2 separate regions of the Mus musculus genome follow, and region 1 is linked to region 2. Evidence: chromatin contacts called from public promoter capture Hi-C data. All regions are on one chromosome and are shown on one strand. The core of a region is the stretch at or near the end of the contact, and the rest is flanking DNA. Distances in the headings are between cores, read along the strand shown. Region 1 holds the start of Mtnr1a (melatonin receptor 1A). Region 2 has its middle 140 kb from the start of Gm50494.

What was found. Promoter capture Hi-C pulls out the DNA fragments that hold promoters and counts their contacts.
Region 1: a promoter capture Hi-C map of hippocampal neurons shows a contact between it and region 2, with 2.1 times the contacts expected there. The contact joins the promoter of Mtnr1a here to the enhancer-like site in region 2. A contact is called at or near these places in 7 of 39 promoter capture datasets (the 3T3-L1 cell line, cranial neural crest, frontonasal cranial neural crest and 3 more) and 5 of 484 Hi-C or Micro-C datasets (3T3-L1-derived adipocytes, cerebellum, cortical neurons and 1 more).

Annotation. Positions count from the first base shown.
Region 1 is chr8:45,067,811-45,070,510 of GRCm38.p6, forward strand. Mtnr1a (melatonin receptor 1A) reads left to right here and starts at 1,297. Exons shown (of 2, transcript NM_008639.3): 1 at 1,297-1,592. The coding sequence starts at 1,400.
Region 2 is chr8:41,560,696-41,563,395 of GRCm38.p6, forward strand. No RefSeq gene overlaps it. Among named protein-coding and RNA genes, the nearest start is that of Gm50494, 140 kb to the left of the region's middle. Within about 2 kb of position 1,311, at least 6 of the 459 cell types and tissues checked have an H3K27ac peak or open chromatin away from gene starts, as enhancers often do. A contact at or near this core is called in hippocampal neurons, where this site is marked.

The DNA.
Region 1 (2,700 bases), core at 47-2,546, 3.5 Mb after region 2:
TTCCCTTAAACATATCTTCCTGTCCATCACCGATTTCCCTCATTGCTAATTTAAAACATTAACCTTCTTAATTCTGTGCTTTATTCTCGGTTTAGATGAAATCTCGCACATCCCAGGTTTGTCCTGAACAGCGGAGGATGACCTTGAACCTCTGATCCTTTGCCTTCCCTCCTGGGTGCTGGGGTTACGTGACTGAGGTGCCACATCCAGTTTATACAGCACTAGAAATGGAGTCTAAGATTTTGCAAATGCTGCACAGGAGCCCTAACGACAGAGCCACACGCTCAGGCCCCTCAATTCTGCATTGCATTTCTTCTTGAAATTATTGATGAACACAACCATTTTACTTAATATGATTTGTTGAGACAGGATTTTATACAGCAACACTGATTGACCACACAGCTCAAGATGCCCCCAAACTGGTGTTGATTCTCCTGCCTCAGCCTCCAGAGCTACGACACATTGTTTAATTTTAATACAGATTTTAATATTGTCATGTCATGCTTTTCTGGTATTCATCTTCTTAAAATGTATTTTCTTCATTTTTCTTCACTCTTTCAAAGGGACTTTGGAAATGCTTAGGAATTGGACAGCCATAAAATATATGGAGAGCATGAAAATTTAAGTGTTCAATATGAGAACATCATATGTTTTGTGTAAGTCTCCTTCCCCATGTTGAAGAAAGTTTTGGGGTTTTGTTCCATTCTGTACAGAGCTGGCTAATGCACTTCCCAGAAATCTTACACTGTGGTTCTACGTCTGCTTCTATTATCTCAAGTTTCTGTTTTCACTGATAGTTTCAAAAGAACATATACACCTGTCATCTGCAAATATTTACATTTTGTTTCGTTTAATTGCCAGAAACACCCAGAACAGACATTAAATCGTGCTATGCCAGACGGAAAGGGTGTGATTTAATATCATTATTACTTTATTTTTACACATCATTGACTATTAAAGTTGATGAGTTAGATTCTATTTTCATCTTCATTTTCCGGATAAGACATCCAGGGCATCTAGTCCTGGTTAGGATTCAAGTTCGTGAATCGAGGCCTTCCAGGGTGCAAGTTTCCCTCCACTTGATGCCTCCACGTGTCTCACCGAGTCTCGCCACACGGGGGCGCAACGTGCACGCACTGTGGGACCTCCGAGTCCAAGTTGCTGGGCAGTGGACAGCAGGTGTCAGCAGGCGGCAGTGGCCAAGTGCAGAGAGGGTGTCCTACCACCGGGAGGGGCTGGAGTGGGCAGGACAGCCGCGAAGCAATCATAAGGATGCAAAGTAGACGCGGGAGGGCCATAAAAAGTGGCGGAGAGGGCTCGAGCAGAGCTGAGCAGTTGAGGGCTCCGGGGCGACAGGACAATGGCCCTGGCTGTGCTGCGGTGAGGCACCCAGGGGACCATGAAGGGCAATGTCAGCGAGCTGCTCAATGCCACTCAGCAGGCTCCAGGCGGCGGGGAGGGAGGGAGACCACGACCGTCCTGGCTGGCCTCTACACTGGCCTTCATCCTCATCTTTACCATCGTGGTGGACATTCTGGGCAACCTGCTGGTCATCCTGTCTGTGTACCGCAACAAGAAGCTCAGGAACTCAGGTAGGGGCTCCGGGCACCTTTCCCAGCGCTAGCCCCATTGCGGGACACTGAGAAAACTTCAGAAAGTCCGTTTCTGAGAAATGAGACTTTGGATAATTTTCTCTCCTTTCTCTTGACCCTGTCCCTCTATAAGATGCCTTGACAAAGATCATCCAGGAGTCTTCAGTTCTTAGAGATGTAAAACTCTGTTCCCTCCCACAGCATCTCTTTACTCATCTAGATCAACGAACTCATCATCAGTTGTTTGGATTTGCATAAAATCCATTTCCCCCAACTTCGCAAAAATAGGAGAAGATGCAGAAGCCGCCAAAAACAACAGAGCTACTGCTTGGCTTTTGTTATCAGGTGTGGTTTTCAGCTAACAGCACCAAATTGCAAGGTAGTCTGGGAAGATGCTAAGAATGCTGAGGAAGCACCTTTGTTCCTCAAGTCAAATCTGCATTTTAGAAGATGAAAACTGTAGCGAGAAATGCATTTGCATAGAATATAGGACTAGAGTTAATTCTGTGTTTGAGTTACAGTTGGGGTTCCCTGGAGCAATGAGCTGACCTAGTTACCCTGCGTAAGAGCGTAAGAGCGGGTTGGTCGGTTCTCCCTAAGCTTTTTTATGCCTTCAAACAGCGTCAAGGTTGCTTGGATTTCTGTTCCTGGTTTGGAAGTAAACTTTTGGTAGAAGGGTAGAGGGGAATCCATTTGCTTAAATAAATGGCCCCAAATGATATTTTTGTCCTAAACCAGGTAGCTGGTGAAAACTCAAATTCAGGCAGCATGTGGCTCACCTTTGGCCTAGCTTCTGCAACGCTTCGGGCTGTGCAAAGTACAAGAATTAGTTTGAAAATATCTGATAATGTGAATTCAGTTTGGCTTAGAAAACGGGATGACTTCCTTTCACGGATGATCGGCCTAAACTAGAATCCAGTCTTCAGAATTCAATAGCTTGGTGGTTGTTGTTTGTGGAGCATTGGCAAAGCCCTAGGCTTGGTCTCCACCACTGTAATAAATGAATAGTTGGGATAAGCGAATAGTTGGGGGAGCACACCCCTTCTGAGAGCTAGGAGTCTCCACAAGCTGCACTGGGACCCTGAGCACCCATACAGAAAGTCCTTGA
Region 2 (2,700 bases), core at 61-2,560:
TCTTTACCCTGCCAGACCTTATATCAGAAAGTCTGCTTATTTATTTATTTATTTATTTATTTATTTTTAATATTTTTATTAGGTATTTTCCTCATTTACATTTCCAATGCTATCCCAAAAGTCTCCCATAACTTCTCCCCCACTCCCCTACCCACCCACTCCCACTTTTTGGCCCTGGCGTTCCCCTGTACTGGGGCATATAAAGTTTGCAAGTCCAATGGGCCTCTCTTTCCAGTGATGGCCGACTAGGCCATCTTTTGATACATATGCAGCTAGAGTCAAGAGCTCCGGGGTACTGGTTAGTTCATAATGTTGTTCCACCTACAGGGTTGCAGATCCCTTTAGCTCCTTGGGTAGAAAGTCTGCTTTTTGAGAGAAGTCAGAGTCCCAGATAACACACCGGTCAGGACAGTGCTCTACTACCGACTTAACACCACCAACCCCATCATTTGTTTGAAAGTAATGTTTTTCTTTTGTGGGCTTTGTCATGGGACACCCCTCCCCCAACACACACCAATTCAGTTGGCTTTGGGTCTCTCCTCTGATCTGAGCTTTTCCCACTTGAATTTTTAAAAGCATCAGTGCTGTTGTTCCTATCTTGTAGACAAGGCAACTGAGGCACAGAGGTTACGGAACTTGCTGGGATTGGGGCCGCACGGCTTTTGCTGCAGGAGAATGAGTGCTCTCAGTAGTCGTCAGGAGGAGGGAGAGTTCTTGCTACACTAGGAAAGGGGAAAGGTACAGGTAGGGGAGAAAACGGTATCTCAGAACATCACCCATTGCATGAGTTAGGCCTGACTGTTCAGGGTCAGACATATGACAGATGTATAATGAATGTTTTTAATAAATAAATAAATAAATAAATAAATAAATAAATAAATAAATAAATACTTTTCTCATATCATTTAATCTCTAATAGCTGAGCTTTATATTATTATAATTAGATCCACTTTTTGATTTTTAGGGTTTTTCAAAAATTAAGATCATCTTTTGGTGGTATAGAATAGTTCCCAGAACAGGAAATACCAGAAAACCCCTTGGCTTCACTCTTTAAAGCATTGTGCCAGTCTGTCCAGTGTCACAGAGCTCTTCGTTCATTGATAGAATTAATCAGTTCGAATGTTCATTTCTAACAGCTCTTTCTCCCTTGACTTATTGCGCCCACGAGGCCCCCTGGGTACTACTCTTGAGTTTTGCTCAGTGATGGCAGGCACTTCAAAAGTCTACTTTGCCCTGTGTACAGCATTCATATATCCTGCCTGAAACAAGCTTTCTGGGATCTGTCTTCATGCCTCACTCCACCCTGCCCGCAGCTTATGTATCAGAAAGTCTGCTTTTTTTGAGAGAAGTCAGAAAATGTACTGTTCCATCCCGGTGATGAGAGGCAGACCTCCCATTAAAAGAAAGGCTGAGGAGGTTGGCACATAAAAGGGAATTGCAGCTGCTTAGTCGAGGCCGCTGAAAAAAAAAGATGCAGCCCGAGAACGCTTTCTGGCTGCGGGCCCGCAGCATTTTCAACCGATGGCGAAATGGAGAGATTTTCATCACCTCGGAGATTTTGTGTTTTTAGTATCGTCTTGTTCTGATAAGCAAGCCCAGTGAGATTACACAGGTCGGCCCTGCTATCACAGCTTATGCTCATGCACATGATCAGAGCAAGACAGCCTTCTGCTCTATGATACAATGAAAGTAAAAACCGAGCGAGGATTTGGAAATATTTCTCTTCTCAAGGCTTCCCCACTCTTCGGCCCCCCGGCCCCGCCCCTACCTTACCAACCACCTGATTTTCTTTCCTTTGTGTTTTTCTGGAGACACTGAAAGTGCTTTGGGTGGACTAAAACTGTAGAAAGTTGTTTATGTCTTGTCTTAATTGTTTGCCCAATGGCTTAACACACTACATATGAGTTCTTTGTGGACACCTGCTGTTGCTGGTGTCTTCTATGCCACGAATCAGCAACTGAGAACACTTTAATCTTGTCTGTCTACAAACTCCATATTCTTGGCAGAACAAACTTTTCCTGGCTCCAGGCTGAGAGTGACATAAGTCACAATTGTTCTCACTTAGTTGGCTTTCCCTAACCAATGGGGACCAGAAAAACCATCTTCCCCTTTACTTGCAAAATGCTAAGCATGGGTAGGTACTAATAATAGCATGGTAAGTTTCACTACACATCAGCATAAATCCAAATGGTACAGAGCTCAAATGGACATATAAAGCCCTCAAGTTTGCAACCACCCACATACACTCCCCAAATGAAACACTTCCTCTTCTGAAGTCCATTTCTTATTTCTATGAAGCAGCTAAGGCTCTTTCAAAGAGCTGCTCTGCCTGTAGAATTTATTCCCTCCTGTTCTATTTGTTGCAATGTCAGCTTGAGTCTGTAGGCAGAGTCTGGGTTTCCAGCCCTTTGAACAGATACCTTCTTCAGTACGCCAGACTTAATTTGCTTCGCCTCTGAACATACACTGTAATAACAGTGGAAGGCATTTGGAGCTGTCCGGTGCTACACTTCATGAGTTCATAGTCTCTTGGTTCTCTGGATTTGTCATGGTCCTTCTCCTCTTCCCTCAGGCCACTCAGGGACCTGCCTATCTAGTATCCAAAAGGACAAGCCAGCTTGAGAGATAACTGGGCAGGTGTTGGTCTCTCATGACTCCAGCGTTCATTAATTCTATTTTAACAGTCTTCTAGGTTTCTTG